Linked DNA regions of Sus scrofa: region 1 is linked to region 2. Evidence: chromatin contacts called from public HiChIP or PLAC-seq data. All regions are on one chromosome and are shown on one strand. The core of a region is the stretch at or near the end of the contact, and the rest is flanking DNA. Distances in the headings are between cores, read along the strand shown. Region 1 overlaps LOC106510188 (a long non-coding RNA gene). Region 2 overlaps ATP1A1 (ATPase Na+/K+ transporting subunit alpha 1).

Region 1 (4,922 bases), core at 2,246-4,745, 160 kb after region 2:
TTCTTTTTTTAAAAAGGAGAGATTCAAAATGGATCACTGAGTCATGAAAATGGATTTGAAAGTGGTTTTCGAAAATGAGAACTTCACTGGAGCGAAAGTGCCTCTGTTCCTCCCACCCCCAACACCATTCCTCTGGGAGTTGTACATGCTGGGCTTGGATGTCTGCCTGTTTTCCTCATTGTGTTCCCCTGGGAAGAGCTCAGCATCCTTGGCTGGCCCCTGAAGCACCTGTTTCCCTCATCATTAATCTCTAATTCAGGATTCAGTGTCTTCCATAGCTGCCGACTTCCTATGAGTGGCATCAGGGCTGCCCAGTGTTCAGGCCAACAGGGTACCATTCCCATCGTAAGGTCTGGGGATGGCAGCCCCTGGAGTCACACAACACACAGCCCTGTGTGGATCCCCCATTCCCCAGGGCAGCCTTTGGAAAAACTTCTCTCTCCCTGCAGACTCTACAGCTTGAAACCAACCCAAAACGATTCCTCTGTAATCAGATGCATTCTGCCTTCCCTGGCAAATTTCCCTGAAAAAGACTCTTTATGTAGTGTTTTTGGCATGATAGTCCAAGACAGGGTTATAATAAGCATCTTCTTAAAGCCTTAAATACAGTCTCTAGTTCTGCAAATACCATAATGACAGACTTGCATTCTCAGTCCTAAGAAATTTTGTGGCCACTGGAGCTCAGAAACATCCTAGGCATGTAAGCAGGCTTTATTCTTATTTGTGTCTGGGATCCAAGGAGAAAATAGGCGGGTTGGGGCGGGGGGGGGGCCCCAAGTGCCAGTTCACACCACACTCTCATGGAGGCTGAGAGGGGGTCTCTGCAACGTGTGCCTCTGAGATGAGAAGGTGAGCAGGACACATCTGTGTGGGTCACTTGGTGCCCCTGGGCCAGGCGGCCATGGGTGTTCAGTATCGGGATAGTGATGTAGCAGCTTAGAGGCCAAAAGCAGAGGCTGGGACAAAGTCTGGATAGATGGACCGGAGCCTCCCTGCCCACACTGCCTGTGGACAGAAATGCTGGTGGTTACTGCTGGAACTGGAGACATCGGGTTCAAATGACATCGGCGGGTCACTGAGAGGTTACCTCGCTGGAACCATGAAACCAAAACGGGAAGCATCACCACAAACGGTGCCACCCCCCCACCCCTCCCTCCTCCTCTCTGGGTCGATGCCCCGGGCCTTAAGGCAGACTCCTCCTGAAATCAACACCAGCACTTGCGTCCAGTCCACTTGTGCCTTTGTTTTACAGAAGATCAATGTGCTTGAGGAATTCAAGTTTTTACTTGAATTTTTGTATTTTTTAATATAAAAATTGGAGCTCCCATTGTGGCTCAGTGGTGAGAAACCCAACTAGTATTCATGAAGATGTGCCTTCAATCCCTGGCCTTGCTCAGCGGGTTAAGGATCTGGTGTTGCAGTGAATTGTGGTGTGTAGGTCGAAGACAGCTCAGATCCAGCGTTGCTGTGGCTGTGGCGCAGGCTGGCAGCTATAGCTCCGATTCGAACCCTAGTCTGGGAACTTCCTCTTAACTAGAACTTCCTATCAAAAGTACAGGGAATTACAATTTTTTTCTTTCCTTTTCTTTTTTTTTTAGGGCCACACTCCTGGCATATGGAAGTTCCCAGGCTAGGGGTTGAATTAGAGCTGCAGCTGCCAGCCTATGCCAGAACCACAGCAACGTGGGATCCAAGCCTTGTCTGAGATCTATACCACAACCTCACGGCAACGCCAGATCCTTAACCCACTGAGCAGGGCCAGGGATTGAACCTGCATCCTCACGGATCCTGGTCGGGTTTGTTAACCACCGAGCCATGAAGGGAACCCCCTGCCATCTCTTGCTGTCAGGGCACTGCTTCTCACAGATCAGGGCTCCCCCATTACTGCCTCACTGAACCCTAAATACCTCGTTGTGGGTGTGGTCTCTGAATGCAGTCACCTTAGGGGCTAGTGCTTCCACATATGAATGGGGGGGGGGGATCAATTCAGTCCATAGCAGTGGTCAAATATTCAGGGGTGGTGGTACCCTCTGAGCTGTCTGCTGCCCTTCCAATCACAGTCCCAGGTCGCATCTTCTGGCCTAGCCCCGCCCCCCACTGGCTCCTTCCCCCACCATGGAATCTGGCTGTGCTTCTGCCCCATCACATGGAGGGGCAGGGTGGGTGCCCCTCAGGCCGGGGAAAGGAACACAGACTGGCAGAGCTGTCTGGACTGCAGTCTGTCTGAGGAGCCCCCTGGTCCGATGGTCCTGGGTGAGCCTAGGGTAAGTGGGGGAGGAAACCGATCTCGTCTGTTACTTAAGAGAGATGTGAAGCCGCCTGGGGTCAGGGCACAGCAGACTTGCAAAGCCTGTGTTTGGCCAGGCTGCCTCACACACATCCCAGGTGAAACCACTGAGACTCGGGGGCCTCGGCATGCCTGGCCCATGATGTAGGGAGACCTTTTCCTACATGAAGGCCATCTTGATCTGCTAAATAGAAAACAGTTGGGGGCGTTCCTGTTGTGGTGCAGTGGAAATGAACCTGACTAGTATCCTTGAGGACATGGGTTCGATCCCTGGCCTCGATGAGTGGGTTGGGAATCCGGCGTTGCCGTGAGCTGTGGTGTAGGTCACAGATGGGGCTCAGCTCCCGAGTTGCTGTGGCTATGGCATAGGCTGGTGGCTGTAGGGTCATGGGTGCAGTCCTAAAAGGAAAACAAACAAGCAAACAAAACAATTGGGATTTGTTTGCCATTATAAATACCCCACATTATAAGCAGAGGCCCCTTTATTCCTCCTTTTTTCCCCCTGGAAAGTGCTGTGGTCTGCACTCCTGTTGTCCGCCTCCACTCCTACCCCTGGCTGATGTCTTTCTCTGCCTTTGTTTTAGAGCAGGGAATGGTCACCCTCTTGGAAAGCTCAGGGACATTCTTCCACTGTTAGAGAATCCAGCCACGCCACTCAGGCTGCCCCCACTCAAGATTTCATTCTTCTAGCAGTGAGTCACTGCTGCCACCTTGTTCCTGTGCCTCCTGTAAAGAGATAAGGGAGGATGAAGACAGGGGGCACCCGGCCAGCTCACGGAGCACCTGGGGCCTGGGCGGGCTCTGGCCGTAAGAGTCTGCGGAGGATGGAAAAGGCAGAAGGGGAGCTGGGTTGCTGCCCTGAACATGGGCAGAAGCCACGCTTCTATGGGGGCAGGAGGGTCACACTGGGTCGCCCAGTCCTCTAGGTGGGGGGGGGGCTAGGGCAGTGCCATCAATGCAATGGGCTTTGGGTTCCGACAGGCCTGGCTTTGAAGTCCAGACCCACTGCTTCTGGCATCCTGGCCATGTGCCCCAGCCTCCTCCAGCCTTCCTTTCCTCAACTGTATAACAGGGATCCCAGTCCCCGTCACAAGATGATGGTGACAGCTAAAGGGCACGACCTATGCAAATCACCCAGAACAGAGCCAGTGAAATAGGAGCTGGGCTTTTAGGAGGTTTCCTTTTTCCCTCTTAGCTCTTCCTTCTCTCCTTCCTCCTCCCAATAGGAGGGCAGTCGTCCCTGAGCAAGGGCGTGTCCTAGGCAAGTTTCAGCAGTGCCTGGCCGTCTCACAAAGGCCGGCTGCCTACACACTCAAGGACTGCTTCTTGCTTGGAAACAGAAATAACAGGGGGAAGGTCTGGGGACAATGACCCTTGCCCTGCACCAAGGAGGAAGTAATCCCCCTAGTTTGTTTGGTCTCAACTCTGTTTGTTTGTTTTTGGTTTTGCTTTTTAGGCCCACAGGCACGGCATACGGAAGTTCCCAGGCCAGGGGTTGAATCAGAGCTGCAGCTGCTGGCTTACACCACAGCCACAGCAACGTGGGAGCCGAGCTGCATCTGTGACCTACACCACCACTCAAGGCAACGCCAGATCCCTTAACCCACTGAGTGAGGCCAGGGAATCGAATCCACGTCATCATGGATGCTGGTCAGATTTGTTTCCACTGTGCCACACAGGAACTCCTCAGTTCGGTTTGGCAATGATTTATTGTTAATTCTCACATCTCACATGCATAGCAAGAATTTCTTTTTCCTTTTTGCTCCCTGTCCCCATCCTCCATAGCGTATGGAGTTTCCAGGCCAGGGATCAGATCCTAGCTGCAGCTGTGGCCCACGCCACAGCTGCAGCAACAATGGATCCTTAACCCAGTGTGCCAGGGCCAGGGATCGAACCTTCAGGATGCTGCTGATCCCACTGCGCCACAGCAGGAACTCTGTGACAGGATGATGAATCCTGTTTTAAAGGCAGCTCTTAACATTCAGGTCCATAATCATGGCTCACTAAATATTATATTTAGGGCTTCCTTCTAGCCACTACACATTTACTTTAGTCTGGAATGTGGAAGGCTGAGGGGGGCTGCTGAGAGAGCCAGAAATTTCCACGGGACACATGGGGCTCGGAAGCAAGTCCTTGTTCATTGCAGCCCAGCAGCACAGGTTTAAGAAGGGATCGGTGACACTGGAGCAAGAGGACTTTTACGTTACATGAGAGGAATCTATTTTATTTCCAGCAAGTAATAAGGTCACAGAATTCATTACCCAAGAGGGAGCTGGGTGTAAGCATAGAAAGTGCGTCAAATGAAGTCTGAGGCATATTCATGGTTGGCTGATCTCCGTGTGGGGTGTCCCCTGACCCTGTGATCTTGCCACCAGGAAGGACATCCAGCATCGGGCAGGACTCAGAGGAGAACTCTGTCCCCTTGGGCCTTGGGTTCTGGCCCGTGTGGCAATTCCCATGCCCATGAGATTGTCCTGGATCTTTTAGATTTGTGATTTTTCGATGTCTTTCATCTGAATCTGGAAAGAGAGAAAGTAGAAATCCTGGAGAAAGGGGCCTTTCAACAGAGGGGTAAGAATCTTCCAGGCGGTATACCTGACTGTTGCTTCTTTTTTTTTTTTTTGTCTAAAATTCC
Region 2 (4,704 bases), core at 1,863-4,362:
GCACGAGCTTCATTAACTTCAGGGGCTTCTCCCGAGAGAGGACAGCAGAGTTCACCAGCGGCTCTCCCACTTTCCAGAAGCACCCAACTCCTCGTTGGTTCAATTCTGTCCCAGTTTCAGGCAGACTTTGCTAAACAACATCTCCCAAAGATTCCGGTGCAAAATTGTAAATTCCCACTGTTCCAACATGGTTTTCTGCTGTCACCCATTCGTGTTTGTCTGTGAACTTAGGCCCGGACAGCAGAGAGGGCTGGTGCACAGCATGGGGCGATGCCCCCACATCAGCTCTCAGGGCTGAGACCCCGTGGTTCACTGTTTAGGACGCAGACGTAATGTTTCCACTGAGCGAGGCAGCCTGGAGCCCTGCTACGGTGCCTCTTTCCTCTTCTTCAGTAATTGACAATTTGAAGCAGGGGAGAGGGGGATATGACAGGGGCAGAAAAATTTAAACAGGCCCACAAAGCAGGTGCCATGAGTTTAGGAGAGAAGCTTCCATCCCCGTGGTGAGTCACTTGAGGTCTGCGTGGGCAGAAGCTGCCTCAAGGCCTCCAGGCACATCTCAAGCGGCCCTCTCATCAGGGCAGGCCCCAGAGGCGTTCTCATCTGCGCAGTGTGGACCGCTGGCCACAATTCCTACCCTACCAGCACAATGCCCTGTGGCCAGGAGGGAGCTCAGAGTCCTTCAGACTCCAGAAATTGCTGGCGGTAAAATCTGCAAGTTCATTGGAAGCCCAGATATCCATGCCCTTTGGACAGGACTATTGATGATGCTTTTATATCAGCCTCCAGTCATACAAGCTCTGCCAAGTGCCAGGCACAGGACCTTGAACAGTCAGCCTCAGCTTCCTCGTGCCTTAAAATGGGAGTGATACTTGGTGTAACTGGTGAAAACTAGAGAGGCATTCTGATAGGTGGACGGATCAAGGGGCTACCATCAAATTCAAAAACAAAACACCTCCTAAAAACGGCACTGTTTCCAAAACTGACAAACAAACTAAAGATCAAGTGGGACTATCGAGAGGGTCCAGAAAGAGGGTACAAGGAACGGCCCCCAATGCAGCCCATTTCAAAGCTGGCTGAGATGGCTGCACAACAGGTACCCCTGGCCTCAACCTGGCAAATTCCCTCCTAAGCAAGGAAGTTGGAGGGAAGGTCTCGAGCCCTGCTAGTTGCCTAGAGGCCTTTTAGAGGCCCTGCCTAGTCTGAGCCACACCTTTCCGTTATGTAAAGGTGGGGGGAGGCTTCCCAACCTTCCCGGGATGATGTATTATTCAATCATTATCAAACCCGGTCATGTACGCGAAGGTACTCTGCCACGTGCTACATAAAGGTTATTATAACTCGGCTTTAATTAACATATAAATCACTGCCATTCCTTACAATGAAGGCTCTTAAACCCCTAACCAACAAACACTTCATTTGGGGCATCTGGGCATCTTTTATTTCACAGGTCAGTTGAAACTCAAAGAAGATATAAGACTAGCCCAAGTCCAGTTACCCCCAGTCACTCCTAAATGACTAAGTAGTTTAGTTTACATACAAGGGATTTCAAGTGGTGGGGTTGCGGGAGGATGGTCACCGCCACTGCTCAACAGCCCAGAGCAGCAGACGGAACAGGAGGTGACCCCAGGGACCGCCACGCCGTCACGTTCCTTCTCACTCAAGCCTGCCGAGAGGCCAAAGCAGTGGGTCTCCGTGGGTCCTCTCAGTATGTCCAAACTTGGGTTGCAGCCCATCAGCCAGCAGGGGCAAAGAAAACAGCTCCAGCTCTGGCCAGGGGGGCTCCCTCAGCCCCAAAGGAACAAGGCTTAACCTTCCTCCCTGCATGTGGAATCTTCATGAGCCAGACTGCAAGCCCACCCTACCTGCAATTGTTAATACACATCCATGATCATTCAAAAAAACTTTTTTTTTTGGGGGGTCTTTTTTTTGCCATTTTCTTGGGCCGCTCCCACGGCATATGGAGGTTCCTAGGTTAGGGGTCGAATCAGAGCTGTAGCCGCCGGCCTACACCAGGGCCACAGCAACACGGGATCCAGAGCCGCGTCTGTGACCTACACCACAGCTCACGGCAACGCTGGATCCTTAACCCACTGAGCAAGGCCAGGGATGGAACCTGCAACCTCATGGTTCCTAGTCGGATTCGTTAACCACTGAGCCACTACAGGAACTCCCCAAAAAACTTTTTTAAACATCTAAATAATACACTTTATACACTCACTACCTCTTAAAAAAGGTGTCTTTTCACTTATTTAAGAAACCAAAAACCAAAAAAAAACCTGTTGTTTTTCAACGGGCTTCTCTACATCTGTATTAGCCACCTGGGTTATGAAGACTTAAAATGTTTACCTGTCCACCCACCATTTGCTGCCCTCCTCACCCCTTTTTTGGTTTCGCCAGACCACTTTGGTGTCACGAATCAAGAACAACAAAGTTGCTGGTTTGAGATACAACAGATTAATAACTAGCACAAGCCTCAAAACAGGACCCAATCGATTTCCAAGAAGTTTCGGTCGCTCCTCAATTGGTACCCTGAGGCCTAGGGTGCAAAGTAAAACAGCTGCAGGGCTGAAGGAGGATAAAGGCCATGACAGGCCCCAGAGAAACCATGAAACAAATACGGCACCATGGAAGCATCACCTGGAGGACAGAAGGAAAACACAGGAGGCCTCGCCCTCCCCATGATGACAAGCTGGAAAGATCAGGTCCCACTGATCCCCAAACTTTAACACACTGATGATCAAGCCCTCAAACCATACAGGCCCCCCAAACAAAAGCCCGAGCCATCAGGGATCAATGCCTCAGATCACCAACAGCAAGTATCTAAGAGCTGTTACTCAACAGGGTTTGAATAAAACCAGATACAGAGATAAATTAATGTTCAGATATAATTCACTGTCGAGTCAGTCACAAAGGAACGAAGCAATAGGGTCTACTGGCCAAAATTCCCTTGGCTCAGGACCCAAAGGAAAGCAGACAGAAAAGCTGCAGGGTGGGTCTGGGGTGCTTCTGTTCTCACGGTAGAAATCTGCCGCCCCAAACGTCAGTCAAACAAATGTGAAGAACTCCTTGTGGATTCCTGACGACAGATTTAAGCACAACGAAGGAGGTGACTCATATGCAAAGAACAGTCTCTCTCTGACACCAGCCAAAGAACACACTTCCTCTCACACACACTCAATCCAGAGCAATGCGAGAAAGTTCAAATCTGCCTCGGTTCTGTCTCCTTTTCCCAAAATATAAAAACCGAAGGGGAGTTGGGGGGGGGGGAGAGTGGATTTTACAATTCTCCGTTCTTCACATTAGCACTTACTGGACATGCAATTTCAGCGGAACCCAGAACTGGACAGCTCTGGCACGGATGGGGAAACATTCTGCCCAGTGTTTTGCTGTCCCAAAGCAGCCACTCTGATTACTGTGAGCCCATCTGATCTGACACTCGTGTTTCTTCTTCTGGCCTGCTGGCTGGCAGAGCGCCCTGGGCAGCTAGAAGGCACCACAGCCCATCACCGAGGGCTGAAAGCCCAAGCACACCCTCCCCCCCTCCCGTTGTATTTCACAAGACTTTGACAAAGACTCTAAAAATGTCAAGTCTTTTATTTGAAAAGCGAAAGTAGATCAAAACCGAAGGCGCTATTCAATTGCACCTCTGACATGTCCAGTGACACTTCCAGGCAACTTCCCCTTGGAGGGTAATTCATAGCATTTCCCATTCTTTTCAATCCTCAGGATGTTTTCCAGGTGAAAGAAAGACTGTTTTCTAGTTTTGAAAAGGCTTACGTTCAGACGAACTGAGGAACAGCAAACCCACAGTTTAATAAAGATTTGCTCTTCTCTTGGTGCCAAATACTTTCTAAGGCCCAAAGAGCTGCCAGCCACTCACACCTGCCCTGCACTCGCTCTAAACAAAGCAAAGGTGACTCCACTCTGGTGATTAGTCTACCCAAGGGCCAGGTGAGAAACCGATGCTTCAGGGCTTAAAAAAGCAACCAAACCAAACCAAACCAAACCCTCAACATTTTTGTTTTAAAGAAACGCACTTAGCTTACTTTTCCATACAAAATCCTTCGAAAACTATATTCCCTAAAGCCTCTTTCATTCTTAAGTGTGGATATACAGTGTAAAAGAACACAGCCTGAAAGCACAGAGTCACTTACCTGTTAATCTGTTGCTAAAATAATCAGAAAACAATGCTTTAGAAGGGTTCTGGGATGGAGAATGGATGGGTACCAAGTTTATCGTACTTTGAAATGTTGCCTTCACTCTTTTAGTTTAAAATGCAATGGAGGAATTAACACTTCCAGGGGTCTGGATATTTCAAGTTTTAGCCCTTACCCGAATAAACATTTAACTGTGTGGTTTTGTTTTGTTTTTTTAAACCTGGCCTTTTATTTTTTTGGTGGGGAAGGGGTGGGGCTGTCAGATTTAGCCTCCTCTCCATCTCTCTGACTGGGGATGCGAGCCTCCCCTTCCCCACCCTCCTACCCAAAGGTGAGTCACCAGAGTGTTACAAACTTACTGGCAGAGAACACTACAAATTAACAAACAGAAAGTTACCCTAAAAGAATACACCCTCAGAACAGGGTACAGCAAAGGTGGGGTGGGGGGGCGGCAGCGAGAGGAACAAACATTCACATCTCAACATTTAACAGGCCGAGGGTGTGATGCAACCTCGACCTTCTTTCTCTATCCCCAGGGCTAGTC

Evidence for each region. HiChIP or PLAC-seq counts read pairs in DNA pulled down with a chosen protein or histone mark.
Region 1: an H3K27ac HiChIP or PLAC-seq map of alveolar macrophages shows a contact between it and region 2. The contact joins two enhancer-like sites. A contact is called at or near these places in 2 of 5 promoter capture datasets (fetal skeletal muscle and liver) and 1 of 2 datasets of contacts at active chromatin or transcription factors (alveolar macrophages).

Annotation. Positions count from the first base shown.
Region 1 is chr4:104,535,241-104,540,162 of Sscrofa11.1, forward strand. LOC106510188 (a long non-coding RNA gene) reads right to left here. Exons shown (of 4, transcript XR_002343484.1): 4 at 4,151-4,806. Among named protein-coding and RNA genes, the nearest start is that of MAB21L3, 89 kb to the right of the region's middle. Within about 2 kb of position 3,496, at least 9 of the 83 cell types and tissues checked have an H3K27ac peak or open chromatin away from gene starts, as enhancers often do. A contact at or near this core is called in alveolar macrophages, where this site is marked.
Region 2 is chr4:104,376,544-104,381,247 of Sscrofa11.1, forward strand. All of the region lies in intron 1 of ATP1A1 (ATPase Na+/K+ transporting subunit alpha 1), which reads right to left. Among named protein-coding and RNA genes, the nearest start is that of ATP1A1, 5.4 kb to the right of the region's middle. Within about 2 kb of position 3,113, at least 31 of the 83 cell types and tissues checked have an H3K27ac peak or open chromatin away from gene starts, as enhancers often do. A contact at or near this core is called in alveolar macrophages, where this site is marked.